Regions from separate parts of the Sus scrofa genome. Here regions 1 and 3 are each linked to region 2. A link is a contact called in public HiChIP or PLAC-seq and promoter capture Hi-C data. All regions are on one chromosome and are shown on one strand. Each heading gives the region's core, a stretch centred on a gene start, on an enhancer-like site or on the middle of the called end of the contact. The rest is flanking DNA. Distances are from core to core; before and after follow the strand shown.

Region 1 (3,265 bases), core at 451-2,950, 810 kb after region 2:
GAAATCAATCATATTGGATTAGGGGCTCACCCAGGTATGATCTCACCTTATCTAATTACATGTGCATTGACCCTATTCTCATATAAAATCAGTTACAATTGTGCTATAAAAGCACAGAGAAATCCAAGTTGAAAAAATAAACCATACCATATTATTCAAATAGCAATAGAGATCACTAACGCATTATTTTCCAATTTACTTTTAAATTCAGTGGTATTAGGTACACGCACCACGTCGTGCAACTAACATCCATTTCCGTTTTCAAAAACCTAGTTTTTATCAGTAAATCTAGATAAACAGCTGCTGGAACTGAGGTTCTGCTGAGCATGAGGACTGTATACAAACCAAATAGGAGCACACAGTTTAACAAATGCCAGTGAATTTACGGAGGAAAGAGAGAATATTTAAAATCTGTTGAAACCAACTGTTTCTTAACAAACGGGCCAACAGAAAAAATAACCCTCAAAACTAAATGCAACACAGAGATAGCATGTCAGTCACCATGGTCCTACCCCGGGAAAGGCGGCTTGTGAGCTTTGAAGCGAAAAGTTAAGGTCGCTGGGCCGCGCTCTCACCAGACGCAGAAAGGAAGGTTCTTAACCTGGGCGGGGAGGAGTCTGTGAAGCGCCGCGGCCGCAGTTTGGCGCGTAAATGCTTCAGAGGGCGGGCAGCTTTCAAGGCCTTCCCGGGTGTCTCCGAGGGATCTCCGACACGGAAAAGGTTTTAAAAACGACCGCGTGGCAGAGACAAAACAGTGACCATCGCGGGGACAGCGAAACGGCCTAAGGCGGCGAGGAATGGAGGATGTCGCAGGGATCGGAGTCGGGGCAGCAACCGGGTGGGGATGGGAGGGATAGCCCAGCCCGAGGGTCACCGCCCAGGATCCGGCCCGGATGGAGGGGTGGAGCCAGGGGGATGCTTCCCACCCCTCCCGGCCCCGCCCTGCTCACCCCCGGCTAGACGCCGAGACAAAGTGGGGAATGAGGGGCCAAGTGTGGACTCCACGGGCGATTGGCCCCCGTGGGGGCGGGAACGGCTCCCCCACCCCTCCCAGGGTCTCGCCACCTGTCTTCCTCCGGTCCTACCCCAGCCTCAGCGACCGCCGGCGGGGCTGGTCGTCCGCCGCAGCGCAGGCTCCTCGGCCTCCCCATGTTATTCTCTGGACGGGGCAGGGACCACCACTCCGGGAGCCGGGACTGCGGCCGCTCTGGGGCGGGGGACCGACGGGACGCACCTCCCCGGCTACCTCAGCGTCAGCCAACCGAGCGGTGCCGGCTGGGTAGAGTAGACCCCGCGCTTTGAGACTCAGTATTTTTAAATCTGGCGGGGCTTCCCCGGCGGGCCAACCACGCCCCCCGCCTCCTGCCACAGCCAGTCAGCGCCAGGCCCGCCATTTTTCAAACCCTTTTCCGGCCGCCAATCAGGATCGGGCAGCACATTCCTCCCCCGACCGGTTCTAACGGGTCTGGGAGTTAACGACCCGGGCGACCCACCGAACCTGCTAGGCTGCGGCCGTGGGGACGGGCCTGGCGACACGTCGACCAATCGGAGGCCGCCGGGGCTAGGGGGCGGGGCCTCCTGGAGTTTGAATAATCCCCAGAGCCAATCGGAGCGTCGGGGGCGTGGCCTGCGGACCGGCTCGTCAAGTTGCCGTGGCGCGGAGCAGTCTGCAAAACAAGAGGCGGAGGATTGCGTTAGCGACAAACCAGTTCACGCCGGAGCCGCAGGTAGGCAGCGTCGCGGTCGGACCCGGCCGCTGCGCGGGAGCCTGAGGAGAAGCTACCACCAGGCAAGAGACCCCTCCGGGCCCCGGTGAGTGGCCGGCCGTCCCCCTTCCCTCCCGGACGGCCCGGACGCCGCAGCTGTCGGGGCTGGCCCCGCGGGCGGGATCTGGGTGCGGTCCGGAGGGCCGCGCTGTGGAGGCGGGAAGCCCGGCCGCCCGTTCGGGCGTGTTTTGAACGCGGGGTCCGAGGCGGCAGGTGGGAATGGGGCTCGCGGCGTGGAAGCCAGAGCTTTCCTGTCAGGGCGGAGGGGCCTCGCGGGGCGTCGCGGCCCGGGCCGAGGGGCGGGGGGCCTTTGGGCGGGAAGCTGCCCCGCCCGGCCTCCCGCCAGCGCCCGGCCGCGCTCTCCCGCCAGGTGGACGCGTCGTCGCCGGCGCCGCAGCACCATGGGGAAGGGCGACCCCAACAAGCCGCGGGGCAAGATGTCCTCGTACGCCTTCTTCGTGCAGACCTGCCGGGAGGAGCACAAGAAGAAACACCCCGATTCCTCGGTCAACTTCGCCGAGTTCTCCAAGAAGTGCTCCGAGCGATGGAAGGTGGGCGCGGGCCCCCACCCGGCTCCCGGGCTCCGTGCACGGGCAGGTGGCGGTGACTCGCTTCGGTGTTTATAGTCGTGTGTTTTTCCTGCCCTTTTCATGCCCACAGACTATGTCTGCCAAGGAAAAGTCCAAGTTTGAAGATATGGCAAAAAGTGACAAAGCTCGCTATGACCGGGAGATGAAAAATTACGTCCCTCCCAAGGGTGACAAGAAGGGCAAGAAAAAAGATCCCAATGCTCCCAAAAGGCCTCCGTGAGTTTATTTTAAAACCGACAGAATTACTCCCTTGCTCTTTCATTCAGTGTATTAAACCTCTGTTCCTTCCTTTTAGATCTGCCTTCTTCCTGTTTTGCTCTGAACATCGCCCAAAGATCAAAAGTGAACACCCTGGCTTATCCATTGGGGATACTGCAAAGAAATTGGGTGAAATGTGGTCTGAGCAGTCAGCCAAAGATAAACAACCGTATGAACAGAAAGCAGCTAAGCTAAAGGAAAAATATGAAAAGGTATGTTGTCTTAATTTTTTCCAGGCAAGTTTGAAATAAAGTAGGTATTTTCTAAATGAGTATGATAGAAATAGGTAGAAACTGTACACACATAGTTTGGTTATCAGCTTTGTTTTGAAAAGGTCTAATGAGAATTGTATGCTTAAGCAGCATAAACTAACTGAAACCTTTCTTTTTGGACTGAAACCAATGTTTGTAGCACTGGTAGATTGCTGCATTCAAGACTCCACTTGTAGTATAGGTATGTAGTTAAGAGTGTGGAGGACCAAACAAAAGTATTGTTTTATGTGGATGTATCTAAAAAGAGAAGTTAGGGAAGGAGCTGGCTGTGTGAGGTAAACAGGTAAGGGTAGTGAAAGTACTGATATCAGTGTAATACACCCCCATTATTTTACATCATTAGCTTTCTAAGGCCCAGAGGGAATGCTCTCAAAATCAA
Region 2 (3,369 bases), core at 522-3,021:
AAGGATATCCCAGTTGGGTACACGAGCAGGGCACGACTAGGGCTCTCCTCCCCACCCCACCCCCAACCCCCCACTTGTTTTAAAAGGATGAAAAAGCGAAACTAGTTACTCGGCCCCGCCCGGGGACTCGGTTAGAGAGAGGCGAGCCCTGCACAACTTGGGGCGCAGCTTCGCCAGTTCCCCGGCGCTCACCCAGCAGCGGTCGATCAAAGAAGCAGAGAAGCAGGTTCCGAAGGCCTCCGGCCCCGTACAGCAGACGGAGGAGGTGGTAGCATGTGCAACTGAAGAGCCTCGGGAGCCCAGACTCCAGCAACAAATCTCTGCTTCCCGACGCCGGTTCCCGGACGCGCCTCTCGCGCCGACCGTTTGTATTCAGAGCAGCGGGTGGAAGCCCGCCACACACCGCGGCAGGCTCTTCAAAGCTGCCGGCTCCCCCGAGACCCTGGATTCCACGTTGCAGATTCCACAGCACGTTTGCCCAGAGCCTGGGGGAGACTGACCCTACCCAGAGCCTTCTCAGGGGCCAGTCCGATCCTAAGCTGTAGATTCAAAGTCTGCCCAGTTTTTAGGCTCAGACGGGCTCGCACTGCAAAGAGAGAAACCGAGAACTTGTGGCGAATCGTAGAGCACCGGAACAAAAATGCTTCTTCCTGAAGCCTCCGAACTCGACGTCACTTCCGGCAACAATAGGAAACGTCAAAACTCGGAGAGTCAGCCGCTCCGGCAGCTGCAGCCTGAGGCGCGCTCAGTTCGGAGGGATCCGGTGCTGTTTCTGGGGTTCTGCTCGCCGTTACCTCCACCGGGCGTGAACAAGCAAAGTCCGAACAGGCTTCTCCATGGCCTGGGCACCGGTTCCCGGCTGAACATTTTCTTTTTGGCTAAAAGCCCCCGCCCAGAGGCCGATTCGTCGCGGCGGCGGTGGAGATCGGAGGTTCTCAGGTACGGGCGTCGGCCTAGACATTTCAGAGCTCTTGCTTCTCTTCCCTGTACACCCCTACTTCTCGGAAATAATGACAGCTGCTGCTGGGCAGTTGGTAGAAACTTGCCAACCAGCGAGACTTTGGGACCAATGACGGTGCAAAACACCGTGAGTGACAGCAGTACTGGCTTATTACATTTAGGGAGCCGTGTTAGGAGGCGGGAGTAAGTGTGTTCCTAGGCCACTGGGGTGTAGGTCAGCTTGGAACCCCAGGTATGACCCGGCTTCATTTTGAAAGAAAGCCGGGAAATTGAGGATGACTCTCTTCTAGCCTAGGTGTTGCTTTTCAAGTAGAGTGGGGGTTTTTTGGTGCGTATGCACAATTCTTTAACTTTCCGGTAATATGAAGGCAAACGCATACAGTTAAGGTTACGATGGATTGTCAGTAGTTTCAGCCGTTAAACTTTGGTCATAAAGTTGCCAAATTCTTAATTTGTCGTCTCTTGTATCTGAGTGGGTTCCAGTTTCTTATTTGGTGGGTGCTCAGTTAAATATTACTAACTGGGTGAAATCAGAAATGGATCCCGAACCTCAGTCATTTAAGGGTTTTGTTTGCTTTTATTTTTATTAGGTCTATATGTACTTAGTAATTTAATCATTGAATTTTTTTAACAAGTGGGAATTTTAATTTTCAAAGATCACAGTTGTCTCTTAAAATCAATAGGTCATGACCTTTATTAGTAAATTATCAAAGCAAAGCTAATTTATATTTTCCATTTCAATTTTTCCTGTTTGTTTTTAAATGTTTGGAGTTTGGTAACCATATTTCTGAGAGGGGAGGGATTTTTTTCCCACCAAAAAAAAAAAAGAGATTTAAAAAATTGAGCAGATATCAGAATGCAAAAATTTTATACTATTTTCAGTTTGAGTCAGAAACTTGCCATTTTTATTGAGTTAAGTGGACAGTTTGTCTTGAGAGACTGTACACGATATGGCAGCTGGCTTTCCCTCCCGCGAGGAGTCCAAGAGAGAGCACCCAGGACTCTGTTTTATAACCTAAGCTCAGACATGATATCACTACTGCTGTATTGTTTTGTTAGAAGTGAGTCAGTAAATACAACACAAAGTCACTGGGAGAGGATTACACAAGGGTAGGAATCCCAGGACACAGGATATGTGGGAGTCATCTTAGGGGCTGCCTAACATAGATGTCCAGGATGATTATTTTTAGGAATTCATAGGCAGGAATCACTGAGCAAAAACACATCCAAGAGAAATGCCTGATTGTAATGAAATAGACAGACTTATATACAAGAATTATCTTTCTTGGAAAGTTTTTTTTTTTTAATTTTTGGCGATTTTCCCCGTACTCATTTCCTGAATTGACTTATTATTTCAGGGAGGGTAGAACTTTGCTTGAGAGATGATGTGTGTGAGAGGAAGGTTTGTGATTATTAAGGTGTTCGTGAGCAGAGCATATCTCAACTGAAGATCGTGTATTCTTTACCCATTGCCATTTTATATGGTTGAAATGGTTTCAGAATAAACATGAGCAAAAATAGCTTTTAAGGTGGAAAGAAATTAGCAAAGGCTAGGGAGAAGTAAGCCTTTCTAGTGTAGAAAAAAAGAATGTGGTAATCTTTGTGCTGATATGAGAGCAAATAGGAATGAGAGGTGTGTCAGAACAGAAATGTTTGTGTGTTTTAAAGCATTATTAGGTGACAGGTACCACCTTCTTTCAGCATTACCTGGATGCATATCACCAGCACAGCTTTTGTCAGTGAACCAAATAAACTTATGGGAAATAAAAGACACAGCCTTCGTTTATTGTGACACTATTTTGGCAGTGACCCACTGTAAAATTGCCCATGCTTCTTCCAAGTTTGAAAGATGTTGTAAATCCTTAGTACAATATTATTCAAGTTTATCTTTTATACATCAAGTGCTTAACACCAGTCTGACTGTGTCCATTCTCAAATTGTAAATTTGGTTTTTAAATGGGTGCTTCCTTTCAGGTTAACATACTGCATTTATAGTAGGTTACAGCCAATTAATTATTTTTGGGCTCTTAGATGTCTGCCAAATTTTAAAGAGATACTTTTGAGAATAACGCAGTTGAAATACTTCCAGTCACAAAATATCTTATGGTGATAACTAGCCATACATCATAATTTATTATACTTATCAACAGTTTAATAAGGGATATTTTGTGTGTTTATTGTGCTTTTGCATGTATGAAAAGATAGTCCTTTTCCTTATTTCACAGTATAAAAAGATTGAATTACAAAGAAATTTTCTTTGATCAGAATGCATTGAAATTAGTTATTCAAATGTATGATTTTATAGTTCATCACTAAACCAACTGCTACATACAACTATTTTTTCCTACATTTTGATTCACATTTGGAAATAGGCTAATCTATTGGCTGATCTGTGATAATGTTTCAAAT
Region 3 (3,574 bases), core at 547-3,046, 780 kb after region 2:
TGTTCACAATGTTGCTATTTGATAATATTTCTCTACTTAAAAATCGTTAATACCGTAACTATGCTTCCTAATTTTTCTAATTTAATACATTATCATCCAGATACAAACTACACATTTTTACAAATAAGCTACTGATTTCATACCCTAGATAAATTTATTTTTTTCTAGATAAATTTAAATCATAAATTTTTCTGAGTATTAAGTAAATGCACTTGTCTGTGATACGTTTTTCCAACCAAAGCAATGTGAAATTACACAAGTATACCTGAAAAGGTTCTCATGAACACGACTAAGGAACTGTTAGAACACGCAGAAAATATCCCAAATAAACTTTTCAAAAAAGACTTTATTACATTGTCCTGAGAGCTGTATAGTAACATCTGAAATACTGGGTGTCGTACATTAACAGTTACTCCTTAAAAAAATAATTGAAAGCAGAACTAATAGGCTTTCAAATTAACCTCTGAGCTAAGTGCAAGTTAAAAATATGCAGGACGTGTGCTAGTTCTGACGTCTTGTTATTTATACTGCCGGCTCAAGCTCCGAAAAGTGGAAATGGTTGTTTATAAAAACCTCATAGGTGGTCAAAAGAACAGATCCGCACAAGGACGAAAAAAGAAACCCTGATGGCTGCCAAACCGAGGGTAAAACCGCGGAGGCTGCGTGCTCCGCATGTCGATAGCAGCGGCCCTAGATGCTGACACTGAGCGCCCGGCTCCCGGCGCGGGGGACGAGGAACTGGATCTCCTCGCCCGCGGCGTCAGTCCTGGCAGGACTCCACTTTCCCTAGACCGGGAGCTACTCCCCGGGGCCAGCCGCCAGTTCGGGCAGCCGAACAAAGACACCTGGTTCCAGAAGGAGCTACCGGGCTATGGGAAAACTACTCTGGGCCTCAGCGCAGCTGCCCTCTTTGTTCCGCTCCCCTACCTCGGCGGGGGAGGAGGGGAGCGGGTCCGCCGCGCAAGTGTGCCGCTCGGGCTGCCGTCCCGGCTGAAGCACTTTGTTGTTTGCTTCCTACTAAGGATCCCGGAACCGGCTCGCGCTGCGCCCTTCTGGGCCCCTGCACCCCTACCCGCCTGGCGTCGGCTCCGCTCCCGAGAGCCCAGAGGGTGGGCAGGGCAAGCCAGGCCAGGCCGTCCCGCCGCCACTTACGCTCTTATCCAGCTCGATCTTCACCTTCTTCTGAGAGATGCTCTTCTGGATCCTCTTGCTGAAGCTGGCGTTGCCCGCCGCCCGGCTGCACCGCTCGCCGTCCTCCCGCAAACAACACAGCTGCCCGGGGCCCGGCCCGGCCGCCCCCGGGGGCCCCGCAACCGAAACCGCCCCGGCGCCGGGCACCTCAGCTCCAGAGCCCGCTCCGGCCCCGTTCCCTGCAGAGGCGGCGGCCGCGGCGGCGGCCGCGACCACGGCAGCCACCGCAGCGGCTGCGTCCCCGCCGCGGCTTATGTCCTCTGGCGTGAAGCCGTTCATGTCCCCGAGCTGGCGGCGCCGCGCTGACAGAAGCCCCAGCTCGCCGCGCTGCTTGCCTCTCGGGAGACGCCGGGGTCTCAGCGGTCCCTCAGACACCTGCGCGGCGGCAGCTATTCACTCTGAGCCCGAGCCCTCCGCCCAAAACCAGAGGTCCCTGGCCTGCCGCTGTCTGCTGGCGCCGGGACAGGGCACAAGGTGTGTGGTTGGGAACCGCGGTCGGGCGTCGTTTGGAGCTAGGACACCCCTCTCTGTCACATGGAGACTCCTCAGCAGTTGGACCGTGGCGCCTCCGCCTCCGCCTCTCTTCAGTCCTCGACTTGCGCAAGCGCTTTGTGCCCTCGCCCAGCCCGAACCCGTCCACTCTGCCGCAGGGCACCACGGGAATTGTAGTTCCCCTTCCGGGAGTTAACCCGAGCTCCAATATGACCCAGTGCTTCGCGGTTTAGGGAGACTACTCACCCCAGCATACATCGCGCGGAGGCGGGCCGGCTTTTTTGTGTGTAAAGCACAGGGAAAACAAGGACTTGTGGTTGGGGGTTGCTGTGTTTTCTGGCTTCTGGTCTGTCCCGGGAAGTTAGGCTGTGTTTAGCTCCCAGGATTTTGCAGAGCTGGCATTCTAGAGGAAGAGGTCACTCAACTCCGGAGGCGTAGCACAAAACGTAGGGGCCGTGGGTGGGAGGGGAGGGAAGTGAGCCTGTGGGAAAAAGTTTTGGGGCCGTTTTCGTATCACTGGTAAAAGTTTTTGCCGTGATACCGTTTTTGTGGGAAACCCAAACCAAGGAAGATGGGCGCCCTGGCGTTTTCCGGGCCCTCCAGGTCCCGCAGCTAACACCAAGGGATCTGGAGGGCATCTCCACCAACTGACGCCCCAAATTGTCCATTAGGGCGCCTGCCTGAGGTGGGGAACGCTGGTCCCGACCCCCGTGACCCCGCCTCTCCGCGCGCTCGGCCGCATCGCTAATGCCTGGCTAGAGGCCGCTGCCAAATCCTCGCATTGTCCCTGCGAGGGACGTGCACTCTGTCCGCTGCCTCCAGAGGTGGAGCTGCTGACGTGTGGACTTAACGGGGCAGCTTTCTTTTCCGGGGAACCGGGAGCTGGTCTAACCGTTCCTGAGGCTGCCGGCACTCGCCCTGCCCCAAGGGCATGGGGTGGGAGGGGCCGCATCTTCCGTGAGCACGCGTGTGTATGCGTGCGTGTGGACGCGTGTCTGTGGAGGTCGGGGTGGAGGGATGGGAGAGGCTGGTACGAAAGCTGCACCTTTGCTGGTTGCACCGCTTCATTATTTGTCAGTATGTATATCCTGTTTAACAATTACATTGTTTAAACAAAAATAGAAAGCGATTAGGTTTTTTGAAAGTTCTTTTATATTTACGGAGTGAACTTATTTATAGATGGTTATTTAAAATGTAAAGTGTCATCTGCACTGAAATTCAAAGCCATCCAGTCCATCTGTGCACTTCTGTCCTAGGGTAAAGAAAGGAAGAAAAAATAAATAAATGGAGTGGGTAAAAGAAAGATACTGAGTGGTGTTAGCTTTTCCAGCTGCACTGTCCAGTAGGGTGTCCGCTTGCCTTATGTGTATATTGAGCACTTGTGTTTTTTGTGAATGAAAAACTGAATTGTTAATTTTACCTCATTTAAATATTTAATACTGATTTCAGTAATCAGAGAATTATTAAATAGGAACAACTTGGATAAGAATCTTTTTTTTCTTAAAAATTTTGTGAAATCTGAATTTAGCATCTCAACTGAGATGTGTGGTAAGTGAAAACTAGAAGCAGGATTTCAAAGACTTAGTACCATAAGTTTTTTTAAAAAAAGTATATTGATGGAGTTCCGGTGGAGGTGCAGTGGTTAATGAATCCCACTAGGAACCATGAAGTTGTGAGTTTGATCCCTGGCCTTGCTCAGTGGGTTGTGGTGTAGGTCAAACTTAGCTCAGATCTGATATTGCTGTGGCTCTGGCATAGGCCGGTGGCTACAGCTCTGATTCGACCCCTAGCCTGGGAACCTCTATATGCCGCAAGTGCGGCCCTAGAAAAGACCAAAAAAAAAATAAAAAAGAATATTGAATAGCTTATAATTTTTATATTGCTTACATGT

The links. Promoter capture Hi-C pulls out the DNA fragments that hold promoters and counts their contacts. HiChIP or PLAC-seq counts read pairs in DNA pulled down with a chosen protein or histone mark.
Region 1: a contact with region 2 is called in a promoter capture Hi-C map of fetal liver, with 5 times the contacts expected there. The contact joins the promoter of HMGB2 here to the promoter of CEP44 in region 2. A contact is called at or near these places in 1 of 5 promoter capture datasets (fetal liver), 1 of 47 Hi-C or Micro-C datasets (heart right ventricle) and 2 of 2 datasets of contacts at active chromatin or transcription factors (alveolar macrophages and skeletal muscle).
Region 3: a contact with region 2 is called in an H3K27ac HiChIP or PLAC-seq map of alveolar macrophages. The contact joins the promoter of SAP30 here to the promoter of CEP44 in region 2. A contact is called at or near these places in 2 of 5 promoter capture datasets (fetal liver and liver), 2 of 47 Hi-C or Micro-C datasets (omental adipose tissue and retroperitoneal adipose tissue) and 1 of 2 datasets of contacts at active chromatin or transcription factors (alveolar macrophages).

Annotation. Positions count from the first base shown.
Region 1 is chr14:16,708,351-16,711,615 of Sscrofa11.1, forward strand. HMGB2 (high mobility group box 2) reads left to right here and starts at 1,701. Exons shown (of 5, transcript NM_214063.1): 1 at 1,701-1,812; 2 at 2,137-2,317; 3 at 2,427-2,572; 4 at 2,652-2,826. The coding sequence starts at 2,168. LOC106507243 (a long non-coding RNA gene) reads right to left here and starts at 1,079. Exons shown (of 4, transcript XR_001303102.2): 1 at 513-1,079.
Region 2 is chr14:15,895,328-15,898,696 of Sscrofa11.1, forward strand. CEP44 (centrosomal protein of 44 kDa) reads right to left here and starts at 1,772. Exons shown (of 12, transcript XM_021074197.1): 1 at 193-1,772. FBXO8 (F-box only protein 8) reads left to right here and starts at 679. Exons shown (of 6, transcript XM_003132835.6): 1 at 679-939.
Region 3 is chr14:16,680,154-16,683,727 of Sscrofa11.1, forward strand. It overlaps SAP30 (histone deacetylase complex subunit SAP30), which reads right to left and starts at 1,797. Exons shown (of 7, transcript XR_002338366.1): 1 at 1,153-1,797.